Linked DNA regions of Mus musculus: regions 2 and 3 are each linked to region 1. The links are chromatin contacts, called in public promoter capture Hi-C maps. All regions are on one chromosome and are shown on one strand. Each heading gives the region's core, a stretch centred on a gene start, on an enhancer-like site or on the middle of the called end of the contact. The rest is flanking DNA. Distances are from core to core; before and after follow the strand shown.

Region 1 (4,036 bases), core at 1,048-3,547:
ACACTGGGCCCTTTGCTAATTAATCACCTTGCTCAGGCTCAGATTTATGCCTCCTAACAGTCTGATGAGGTAGTTCCAAGATGGCTCTGTTGGCATCTGAGAAAGGGAACAGAGACTGAGACCTGGAGCCTGCAGGACCCAACGCTCTCTGCAGTGTAGAAAGTAGGACACAAAGCCACATCTTAAGATATTCAGCCCAGCTGACTGTGACCTCCTCTGGTTGCTGACATGCCATCCTGTCTGTATTTCAGTCCCTCAGCCCATACACCTGCTTACCACCTCTGAGGGAGACACCCCAGCCCCTCGTCTCCTGTAGACTGCATCCTGATTCAGCACCCGACCTGCTGTCTGCCCTGACCGAAGAGGAGCAAGACCTCATTGGGCCAGTGGTCGCCTTGGGCTATCCCCTGGGAAGGGCCATGGAGGCACTGCAGAAGACAGGGAGGCAGAGCCTGAGCCAGGTGAGTGGGCCCGGGGTTGAGGAGTGCATGCTAGAGTCAGGAAAGGTCAAATGGCTTTTCCCCTCTAACTTGATCAAGGTCTTGCTTCCTCTCTCCCCTCTCCCGTGCCCCCTCTTGCAGTGTTGGGGATCAGCACAGGGCCCTGCACATAGTAGGCGAGCTCTCTCCCACTGATCTAGAGGCCCAGCCCTTGCTTACGTCTCTTTAGTGGTAGAACCTCAACCTGGCACAAATTACCAAGTTAGTGATTGAATTTTTAGGCCTTATTGATCTCTTTTCCACAGGACTTCCCAAGGAATCCCTGTGACCATTTAAGGATCTCCATAGTCAAACCCTTCTCCTAGTCCATGTACCACATACCGGATTCAGAAGCTTTAAGCAGCCAAGAACCTCTCTAGAACTCTCCAATAGGCCAATCTCTATGAGAACGTGTATATGTGTATTTGTCCATGTATGTGCTAGTGTGAGAGTGTATGCAAATATGTGTAAAGGCCATACAGAAGTAAGTCCACCTAAGGTATCCTCCTCAGATACTATCACATCTTTCTAGATAGTCTCTTACTTCTATGTGATATTTGCTGATTCAGTTAGAACGGTTGCCTCAGTCCAGTGATTGGTGATACTTGCCAACTAACTGCACCACATTTCTTCAGAAAACTAGTCCAGTTAGTTCCAAGAGTATAAGAGCAAAAACTTCAAGGTCACCTGGCCTAGCCTTCACATTGTACAGTCATTTCCACCTCACAGACTAGTCCAGGTTTAAAGGACTAAGACTCTTTGACAAGCTGTCAGCTCTGCCAGGCTGTCCATGTCCTCAGCCGTGAAAGGTGTTGGGGGTAAGTGGCTTTCAGATATGTTGAGAGCCAGGTCTGGGTGTCCCACAGTTCCTCTCTCAGGAGCACCCAGCTCCTTGTGTCTGCAGCTATTCAGCCTCCTGTTCCAGGCAGCCTGCTCTTAGCTGCTGCTTGCTGTGCTGGGACAAACAGACCAGGAGCTCCAAGAGTTGGAAAACCACATGGCTGGCTAGACAATCTGTGCTCCTGCCAGCCCTGAAGGTCAACAGAAACCCGACCTCCTCCTTCCCAGCCACACACATGGCTCTCCTTTGGTGGGCACCTGTCCCTATAAAGCCTGCTTTGATTTGCCCGGCACTGGCGTAGTCTCCCATGTCTGGTTTATCTCCTTCACTAAGCTGTGAGTTCCTTGCCGTTCTTAATTCATTTTATGCACATGGCTCCTTTGCTTCCCCTGCTGGTGCAGTAGGGATTGACTTAACCTCCGCCACTGTGGGACAGAAGTCAGTGGGCATAAAGTCAGAGCAAAGCTGTGTGCACTGCCCTGGGTGGATGGAGCCTAAGAGCCCCAAGGATGGCCCAGGGGAGACAGAGTCTGCAGAGAGGCCTCCTGGGAGGAGAATGAGGCCAGCCTTAGATGGGGAGTTGGACAGAGGCCTTGAGAAAAGAAGGGAGCTGAGGACGTGAGCAGGCCAGGGTATGGTGAAAGGCAGCACATTTGTTTTGGAGGCACGATTTCATGTGGCAGGACTGGCTTTAAACTCACTATGCAACTAAGAGTGATCTTTAACTTATTAGTGTGTGTGTGTGTGTGTGTGTGTGTGTGTGTGTGTGTGTGGTCTAGCGTAGTATTTGTGCATGTGTGTGTGCAAATGCGTGATCGACCAGAGAAAATACCCTGGTCTGTCATTCTGTTCCCTTGAGACAGCTCTCCCACTGCACCCAGGGCTAGGCTGGCAGCCAACAAGCCCCAGGCTTTCTGCTTCTGCCTCCTACAGTGCTGAGGTTTTAGGCCCGCATGTGGCAGCATCCAGATTTCTATGTGGGGGCTGGGCACTTGAGCTCGGGCCCTCACATTTATGATGCAAGCACTCTTACCCACTGAGCCAGCTCCTCAGCCTTGATCTTGAACTTCTTTTTTTTTTTTTTTTTTTTTTTTAAAGATTTATTTATTTATTATATGTAAGTACACTGTAGCTGTCTTCAGACACTCCAGAAGAGGAAGTCAGATCTCGTTACGGATGGTTGTGAGCCACCATGTGGTTGCTGGGATTTGAACTCTGGACCTTTGGAAGAGCAGTCGGGTGCTCTAACCCACTGAGCCATCTCACCAGCTCGATCTTGAACTTCTGACCCTCCTGCTTCCACCTCCCCAGTGCACCATCAGAACCCAGTTATATGTTGCTGGGGACTGAACCTCATACACAATAGGCAAGCACTCTGCCAACTTCACTACCTTAAGGCAACACTTAGTTTGTTTCTCGTTGTTTGTGTTTTGAGTTGGGTCTTACCATATTACTGGCTAACCTCAAGCTCCCTATGTAGGCAGGCCAGCCTGGTCCTCAGGTGATACTACTTACCCTGAAGGCCAAAGAACCCTGTCCCCACAATGAAATCAGGGGGTGATTAGAACAAGTTTTCAGCACCAGGATGTATGCTCTGGAAGAAACGTCCTGCCTCTCTGCCCCCTCCCCCAGCTGTGGTGCAGACTGAGGTCTGGTGTGAACTCCACTCACCCTGGGTGACAGGTGTGTCTGGGGTGGGGTGGGGGTGCATAGAGATGGGCGAGGAGGGTCCTTTTGCACTTAGGTGCTCCTCTGAGAAGGATGGCTAAGCTGGTGGTCGTCCGTGAGGTGGCTGAGGTGAGGAGGTTGAGTTACTTGCTTAAAGCCTGTCCTGGACCCCACATAGGCTCTGTAAACACATGAACAGCTCTTTTCTTGGATTCTATCCCTCAACTTGGGACATTTATTGAGGAGCCTGCTGTCACCCCTCTGCTGGTTCTCAAGGGAAGCCTGTTCCAATTCTGTTGGCTTCCTGTTACCTATGACGGGTTGTTCAGGACACATGATCTTTGTAAGACCCTTGGTTGGCCCCCTAGCTTGACCCTGACACTCCTCTTACTGTCTCTCCGTCTCTGCCCTCTTTGGCCCAGTTTCTCGGCTACCTCAGTGCCTGCGACAGGCTGCTGCGGCAGGGCTACGACGAGGCGCTGGTGGATGAGGCCATGGAGATGTTTCAGTTCTCCGAGCATCAGGTGGGCTGGGCCTCCCACCTGGTCCCCAGGGAATGGGAGCATGGGGTGCAGGGGTGTGGTGGCCCCAGAGCTGCGTGTGGACTGGTCAGAAGGGAACTGGCCTGCTCACACAGGGGAGAAAGTACCGACCTAGAGAAGTGGAGCACAGTCAAAGGTAGGAGTCAGCGAATGAAGAGGTGGGGAGGGAACTGGAGGCTGGAGGAGCAGGGGCTTCGCTGTAGTAACTGTGTCAACAAAACACGTATCACTGGATGCCTGCTGGGTTTGAGACTTCCATGTAGGAGCCGTCTGAAGATGCTTGAACTCAGGGAGTTTGCTGCCCTCGGCATCCAGGGAGCTCTAGGCACTCAGAAAGTAACTCGAACCATGACAGCTCCTACTACAGTCATGAGGCGGCAATTCACAGAACTGGGACTTGCAAGAAGGACTGGGTACCAACCAGGAGAGGAAAACTCAGGGGGAGTCTTCAGGAGAGGCTGAGCTGGGTGAGCCCAGCATGCCAGCTCACAGGAGATGCCCCTGTG
Region 2 (4,036 bases), core at 667-3,166, 300 kb after region 1:
CTGGCCTCAAACTCACAGAGGGCTACCTGTCTCTTCCTCCTGAGAGCTAGAACTAAGGGAATATGCCATTACTGCTCTGCTGAGGTTTTGTTGTTGGGAGCTCGGGGATCGTTTGAGACAGTTTTTCTCTGTGTAGCCCTGGCTGTCTTGGAACTATGTAGAGGCTGGCCTCAACTCAGAGACCTGTCTGCCTCTGCCTCCCCAGTGCTGGGATTAAAGGCGTGTGCCACCATGTCCAGCAAGGTGAGCCAGAGAACAGTTCTGAATATCTAAGGATAACCATGACAGTTCTTTTACCACTTCAATTTTTGTTTTAAGAAAAAGTAAAACGTAGTGTGAAAGCCCCATCCTTCCTTGGTATCCCCATGATCTGAACACTAAAATCTTGTGTGTGCGACAGAATCCTTAGGTCCCAAGGGGCACTGTAGCTTGGCAGTGGAGGTCATGTTGACCACTGCATTTTGGAGTAATACCAAAGTGAAAAAGTACAGGTTTTTCAAGCTGTCTCTTCTGCGTGTTGCTTTCTTTGCAGTGTCCTTCAGACTGAGTACTTACCTCATATTGTGATGGCCTCTCTCTCTGGACAGATTGTGACATCCAAGGTAGGTACATTGCCTGGCCCATTGTGGAAGCTTCCTGGATTCCTGCCCATGCTAGAAGCACATAGTATGTAGCTATTTACTGAACTTTGACTAAATGAACGGATGATTTGAGGTGACCACTGTGGTCTGAGAGTGCATCCTCTCCCTTTCCCTCTGCCCCACCTCTCTCTCTCTCTCTCTCTCTCTCTCTCTCTCTCTCTCTCTCTCTCTCTCCCCTCCCTCCCCCACCCCCAAGATAGGGTCTCACCATGTTACACTAAGCAGCCTGGAACTTGTTGCCTGCGTACTACAAGCTGGCCTTCAACTCACAGAGCCTCACCTGCCCCTGCTTCCTGGGTGCTAAGATAGATAAAGGCTTACACAGTCTCTACTGACTGCAGTCTAAGTTGACTGCACAGGTTTGACAACTAGGGTTCTCCTGTGAGTGTGGCTGGGATTTGGGGGTGTGTGTACATTGCTGCCTGGCCTCTGTGATTAGAGGGCCAGGTAAGACAGTGGCAGTGCACTAGGTGCCTTGCATGATCGATTGAAGCAGCTTGCACCGATTGGCTGGAAGCCACTGTCATTGTACTATGAATTGAAGGAAAAGATCTGTGGGATTAGATTCACACTGGAAATGGTGCTACTCTATGAGGAGTATTCTTCTATTTCAGATTTTGTTTTGTTTAGTGACATGGGTTTACAAATACTATTCTCCGGTTTCGGTTTGGCCACACACCAAAAGCAGCAAGTGCCCAGTGTGGTGAGGCACACTATTTCCAGCACTTGGCAGGACAGGAAGTAAAGGAAGGAGGATGGGGGTTTCCAAGTCATCTTCCAGTGAGTCTGAGGCTAGCCTGAGCTACAAAGACTGTATCAAAAAACAAACAAAAGGCAGACATGAACGAGTGGAGAGGGCTCAGCGGATAAGAGCACCGGTTGGTCTTCAGAGGACTTGGGTTCAATTCCCAGCCTCTACATGGCAGGTCACACTGTCTGTAACTCCTGTGCCAGGGGATCTGACATCCTCATATAGAGATACATGCAGGCAAAACACCAATGTGTATAAAAAATAAACATACATAAATGATTAAGAAAGAACAAAAGCAGAAATGAAGACTGGCCTTAGCCAAGCAGAACCTGAGTTCCTGGCATCGAGAGAGACCTCTTTCCCCTCTTCTCCCTGGCTACCGCCCCTCTTCCCGAGATGATAGCTTGCCCTTAGTACGCCTGCGCCCAGGCGGGGCGGTGCTTCGCCCTTTGTTGTGGGCCCCAGTTTCCCAGGACACCAAGCGGCGCTGGGTGGGGCTATGCAGATGAGGTACTTGGGGGCGGGGCGGTTGCGCGGCGGCGGCCGGGGAGGGTCAGTTGGAGGCAGGCGCTCGCTGAGGCAAGAGGAGGGCACTCGGCCCGCGGCCTGACAGGGACTTAGCCCACAGAGACCGGCCCGCGCGCGCGACCCCACACCCACCCACTCGTCCACCTACCCACTCCCCGCGCCGCCTCCTCCCACCCTGAGCAGAGCCACCGAGGATGATAAACACCCAGGACAGGTAACGGCCCGGCGCAGGCTCCCCGCCCCCATCCTCCCTCCGCAGCTCCAGAGGCCTTCGCACCCCCCCCCACCCCCGCAGCCTGCCCCCAGCCCCCAGGGGGCTCCATCCGCTCCCACTGTTCCTCTCGCCATCCCAGCCACTGCCACCCGAGTCCTGAAATCGGGCCTCCTTCCGTCCTTTAGCCCCCTTCCTCCAGCCCTGCCCATCCCCCTCATCCGGGTTTTCTCCTCGCCCGGAGCCCCCCCCCCCCAAAAAAAAAAAAAAACCTGGACATAGCCAGTCAGTCGCTCCGTTTTCTTAAGCCCAGTGGGACGGTGCCCAGTCCCCCATACTGTGGGCTTTCTCCCACAGATTCCCCGAATTGGTTCTTATCTTCCCTAAATCTTTCTTACTCCTCCACAAGTCACTTAATCGCTTTAAATCCATTCTCTAGTGAAAATTGCTTCCCAGGCAGACTCCTCTCAGCCCTGCCTGGCTGTCCCCAAAGACAAGCTCTGTCCGGCAGTTCTCAACTCAACCCTTTCCCCCTCTTCCCACCTCCTTGGGATGTGCAGTCCCACTCTCTTCCCCACCCTTCTCCAGGTAGGCCCCATTTTCCTGTCTGGGAACCCCCACTCTTTATTTCTCTAACACTATGGAGTCCATTCCTGCCCTCCAGCCTGTTTTTCCAATGATGTTGCCAACACTCTTCTACACACTCTTACCCTTTAAACACTACAAAGTCTCAGTTGGTACTCATCTTACCGCCCCCCCCCTTCTTTAAAATCATTACAATGCCCAACTTAGTCTCTCCCCTTTCCTGGGAAGATCATTAAGTGCTACCCCCTTTTAAATTTCACTCCAGGGCCTCCAAAACCAGATCCTGGGCCTTTGGAAGTTACCTACCTCAAGACCCAATCCCTGTTTCCCCCAGGATTTGAAATGCATTATTCTTTTGAAATGGTGTGGGTTTCTTAACTTTCAACCAAAGTAGGCAGAAGTCATCCCTTTAGTTACCCTCCCTTTTTCCATGTCCTCAGATATCCCACATTTCTGTCCCAGACAGACGCTCTTCTCCAAAGCTATTCCAGAATTTTCTGATCCCTCAGGATTTGTAATGCCACTTGCTTATGTATTATCTTGGCTTTCATTAGCAATTCAGAAATGATTCCTTTGCCTTCCCCTGTAAGGCTCGGTGCTAAACCCTCCAAAACTTTTTTGAAACCCATTCAGTCCCCATACTAGATCTTTTATCTTCACATTGGACTTTTTATAGCCTCTGACCTTGAGTAAGCAGATCCTTTCCTTAAACTGTCAGGATCCCTCCAAAACCAGATGACTTCGTCCTACAAGTCATCTTTCTTGTGGCTGTTTACATAGGGCTCTGCCACTCAAGGGTCCTCTGGAAGCTTGAGCTCCTTTTTCACCAAGTGATCTTGATACTCTCGATTTCCTACTTGATGCTTCTTCCAGCTCCATCTTTTCTCCAGCTGTGTGTTCCTCACATTTCAGTGTGTCTTAAACCTAGCTAGACAAACACAAACCAAAAAACCAGTTATCTGTTCTTTCCTAGATTGCTCCAAATGGCCTAGGGTAGGGCCTGATAAGTGGTGTGTATTTTAAAGCTCTCCAGTTCTCATGTGGAGCCTGGGTTGAAAAATACTCTCAGCCCAAGGAGGCCTTAGCCTTTCTTTATTCCTGCAGTGTTAGCCCCTCTAGTGACAAGTGACTTCTTGGTCTCCTTCTGTTCAGAAAGAAACTTTTAGTCTGATAGTGATGGTGTGCACGACTGTGATCGTAGCACTCAGGTGGCAGAGGCAGGTGGATCTCTGAGTTCAAGACCAGTCTGGTCTATAGATCAAGTTCTATGACAGCTGACAGCCGGGGCTGCACAGAGAAACCCTTTATTATTTTATTTAT
Region 3 (4,036 bases), core at 926-3,425, 280 kb after region 1:
TACTTGGCATAGGCTGGCTGCTCCTGCCTCTGGGGCTGCAGCAACAGAATTGTTGTCTTTTCTCAGGATTGGTAGCTTGTGTCTGTAATCTTAGTATTTAGGAAATTGAGGCAAGAGGATTGCTGGGATTTAAAAAAAAAGATTTATTTATTATATGTAAGTACATCATAGCTGTCTTCAGACATTCCAGAAGAGGGTGTCAGATCTCATTACGGATGGTTTTGAGCCACCATGTGGTTGCTGGGATTTGAACTCAGGACCTTCAAAAGAGCAGTCTGTGCTCTTAACTGCTGAGCCATCTCTCCAGCCCCCCCCCCTTTTTTAAGACTTATTTTATTTATTTCATGTATGTGAGTACACTGTTGCTTTCTTCAGACTCACCAGAAGAGGGTGTCAGTTTCCCATTACAGGTGGTTGTGAGCCACCATGTAGTTTCTGGAAATTGAACTGAGGATGTCTGGAAGAGCAGTTGGTGCTCTTAACTACTGAGCCATCTCTCCAGTCCCATTGCTGGGATTTTTTAAGACAGCCTGAGCTAAAATGTGTGACATGGTGCCCAAGAAAACCCCCAAACCCCCACAACTGTTATCTGCCCAGATTATTTGGAACTGGTGTCCCTAGGGATCTGAATGTTCAGAGCAGAAACCAGGGACATGCAGGCGGGGTCTGCTTGGCCTTCCTATCTTTATGAACTTGATCAGGCTTTTAAAGGTTTCCGTGCCTCAGTTATTGCTGTGGAGAACTAGAATAATAAACTGTGCCTTTGGATTGTTTAGAGTTGGATAGTAACACAATAAAGGCTAGAACTTTGCCTGGATAGTTTAGGACTCCCGTTTGATTACATTTATGTGTGTCTCATATGTGCAGAGATTATAAGACAGCTTTTAGAAATCAGTTCTCTACCATGTGGGCCAAACCATCTTGTCAGCCTTGTTTTTTTTTTGGTAGGTTTTATTGGTTTAATTATTTTGCTTTGTTGGTACATTTATTTTGGTTTATAAAACGGGGGTGGGGGAACTTATGTATGTAGCCCAGGCTGGCCTTGACCTCTTGATACTCTTGCCTTACCTCCCAAATGCTGAGGTTACAAGCATACAACACCTGACTTATTTTTGTTCTTGTTTTGTGTGTTTGTGTTCCTTTTTTGTTTAGTTTAGTTCTGTTTTTCTGAGACAGTGTTGCTCTGGAGGCCAGGCTGGCCTTGTTGGTAGTTCTCCTACCTCAGCTTCAGGTGCTGGGATTACAGATTTGGGGACTGGGCACGGGTGGGGGGGGGGGAGGCAGGAAAAAGAGTAGCTATGTGTAAGGGACCCAGCCAAGCAGCCACAGGAGGGATATCAAGGGCAGGATTGAATCTATCTAAACCTCTGCTCAGACGTCACCAAAAAGTGAGCCTTGAAGCCGGGAGTGTCCTAGACCGTCAAGAAAGGAACACTTGGAGGTGGCTATTTATTTGGTCCTGACCTGGGCAGTAGAAAGCAGTACTGGGTGCTTTACCTAGGATCTAAGTGCATATCCATTTCTAAGTTTTGAGTGGCTTTGGGACCCAGAGTTTGTCCCAGTCTCCATGTGGGAAATTCAAGCCAGGTGCTGCTATGGTGGCAGGTGTACCTCAGCAGGAAAGTTGGGTAGGTTTTGATTGTGGGCCAGAATGTGGTTAAACGTGGTACTTTCTCCAGCTGAGCACCCTGGGCATCTGGAAAATTCATCAAAAGTAGCTGATGCCTTCTAGAGGGGAAGGTTTGAGTATTAACACAGGATCGGAGTTGGAGACAGGGAAGCCGTGTGTGTGTGTGTGTGTGTGTGTGTGTGTGTGTGTGTGTGTAAGTGTGTGTGTGTGTGTAAGCATGCATGGGCCCTGACAAGGACTGGGTGCTCTAGGCTAAGCAAGCTGGTAGCTTGAAATTTAAATGCAGGAACAGTGCAAGGCACTGTGATCCCAGCTCTGCTACTAATTAGCTACATGATCTTCACCTTTGGGCCTATGTGTGCTCTTTTGTAAAATAAGAAGGCTGGTCTGGGTCAGGTGTATGGAGCCAGCAACAGTGGGTTTGTCAAGTGAACCCAGAGAGGCCCCTCTGCTCTGCTAGCTGGGAGCTAAACTCTGTAGCCGCCTGTCCTGAAGTCCTCTTCCCGGCTTCTTCCCATGTTCTACTGCTTTCTAACTGTAGTCCAGATCCTGGCCGCCATTACACAACCTCTTTGTGACCTTTGACAAGTTGCTTAACTAAATCTCTCTGTATTCCAGGCTATTTTTTTTTTAAAGATTTATTTATTTATTATATGTAAGTACACTGTAGTTGTCTTTAGACACCCCATAAGAGGGTGTCAGATCTCATCATGATGGATGGTTATGAACCACCGTGTGGTTGCTGGGATTTGAACTCAGGACCGTCAGAAGAGCAGCAGTCAGTGCTCTTAACCGCTGAGCCATCTCTCTAGCCTCTCCAGGATAATTTATAATTGCAGTGTGTAGCCAAGAGTCAGGATGGCCTTGAGCTTCTCATTCCCCTGTCTCTACCTCCACAGAGTACTGAGATCACAGGCAGGCATCACCCTGGTTTACTTGGTACTCAGGATAGATACTAAGCAAGTACTGTCAACTGAGCTACATCTCAAGGGCCCCATCCCCAGACCCCACCCCCGCCTTTTAAAAAAAGATTTTTTTTTTCAAGACAGGGTTTCTCTGTATAGCCCTGGCTGTCCTGGAACTCACTCTGTAGACCAGGCTGGCCTCGAACTCAGAAATCCGCCTGCCTCTGTGTCCTGAGTGCTGGGATTAAAGGCGTGCGCCACCACGCCTGGCTCTAAAAAAAGATTTTTAATTTTATGTATATAAGTGCTCTATCTGCATGTACACCTACATGCTTGAAGAGGGCATCAGATCCCATTATGGATGGTTGTGAGCCACCATGTGGTTGCGGGAGATTGAACTCAGGACCTCTGGAAGAGCAGCCAGTGCTCTTAACCACTGAGCCATCTCTCCAGCCCCATCCTCACCTCCACCCCTCGTTAAAGACAGTTTTGTCTGTGTCGTCCTGTTCTAGAACTCCATGTAGACCAGGCTGACCTTGAATTAAGAGATTGATTTGCCTTTGCCTCCCAAGTGCTGGACATTGTGCTTTTTGAGACAGGATCTCATGACTCCTAGGATGACCTTGATCTCCTAATCTGCCCCATCTTAGAATGCTAGGGTAACTTGTGTTCTACCACACTCAGCTTTGATGCAGCTGTCAGTGTGAACAAAGTGCTGTCAAAGTGCTGGAGTTTATGATTGCTAAGGCAGGTGGATTATTATAGTCTGGCTGGATGCCTGAGGTCTGTGTCTGCCTGAGGTGCTGCCTTCTAGCCTTCCTGGGAACAGGAAGGAGGCCACCCTAAAGCACACTGGTATATCTTGGAGGAAACAGTCTCTAGTTCTGATCGTGCTTTTCAAACTTACTGGACACCCTCAGTAGAGGATGGCATAGGACCAGACGTAGTTAAGAGGCATATCCATGTAGTGATACCTTGTTTTTCCCTTTCAAGACCCCTCCCCACTTTGCTCCATGACAGTACTGCACCAGAAGTGGAGGCTGAAAGTACCTAATAACGAAGTGAACACTTGAGTCTAAGTAAGAGGTTCTAACCCAGAGAACCAACAGAAATACGGAAGGCAAGGAGGTGGCCTTGAGAAATGATAGCAGGTAGAGGATGAAAGGTTTGAGAACTAATACCACTATCCATCCCCTGTCTGCTGCACCCCAGGCCCCATAGCCCAGTGGCTTCACAGAGCACGCCCGCAGGAGAGCCCTGAAGTGAACTCTATGGCACTCGTGTTTTAACATAGCAGGCTTCTCCTGCGGCAGGCATTGTGGCCTCTGCCTCTAACCTCAGCATTTAGGGAAGTGGGAACAGAAGGGTCAGGAGTTCAGCCCAGCCTCTACTACATCGTAGATCTGAAGTCAACTTGTGCTTCACGGCAACTGTCTCAACAGCAAAACTTTCCCTATGAGCAGGGAGGCGTGGAAGCGGGTGTGGCCACAAGGACACAGAC

What was found. Promoter capture Hi-C pulls out the DNA fragments that hold promoters and counts their contacts. Capture Hi-C pulls out chosen DNA fragments and counts their contacts.
Region 2: a contact with region 1 is called in a promoter capture Hi-C map of hippocampal neurons, with 2.0 times the contacts expected there. The contact joins the promoter of Oaz2 here to the enhancer-like site in region 1. A contact is called at or near these places in 3 of 39 promoter capture datasets (the C10 cell line, hippocampal neurons and liver) and 2 of 9 other capture datasets (adipose tissue and liver).
Region 3: a promoter capture Hi-C map of adipose tissue shows a contact between it and region 1. The contact joins two enhancer-like sites. A contact is called at or near these places in 2 of 39 promoter capture datasets (the C10 cell line and hippocampal neurons), 1 of 484 Hi-C or Micro-C datasets (the G1E-ER4 cell line) and 2 of 9 other capture datasets (adipose tissue and liver).

What each region holds. Positions count from the first base shown.
Region 1 is chr9:65,373,499-65,377,534 of GRCm38.p6, forward strand. Ubap1l (ubiquitin-associated protein 1-like) reads left to right here. Exons shown (of 6, transcript NM_001373909.1): 4 at 252-461; 5 at 3,411-3,512. Among named protein-coding and RNA genes, the nearest start is that of Ubap1l, 14 kb to the left of the region's middle. Within about 2 kb of position 2,298, at least 17 of the 459 cell types and tissues checked have an H3K27ac peak or open chromatin away from gene starts, as enhancers often do. A contact at or near this core is called in adipose tissue and hippocampal neurons, where this site is marked.
Region 2 is chr9:65,674,632-65,678,667 of GRCm38.p6, forward strand. Oaz2 (ornithine decarboxylase antizyme 2) reads left to right here and starts at 1,917. Exons shown (of 5, transcript NM_010952.3): 1 at 1,917-2,134. The coding sequence starts at 2,115.
Region 3 is chr9:65,651,761-65,655,796 of GRCm38.p6, forward strand. The region is part of intron 6 of Rbpms2 (RNA binding protein with multiple splicing 2); the gene reads left to right. Among named protein-coding and RNA genes, the nearest start is that of Oaz2, 23 kb to the right of the region's middle. Within about 2 kb of position 2,176, at least 8 of the 459 cell types and tissues checked have an H3K27ac peak or open chromatin away from gene starts, as enhancers often do. A contact at or near this core is called in adipose tissue, where this site is marked.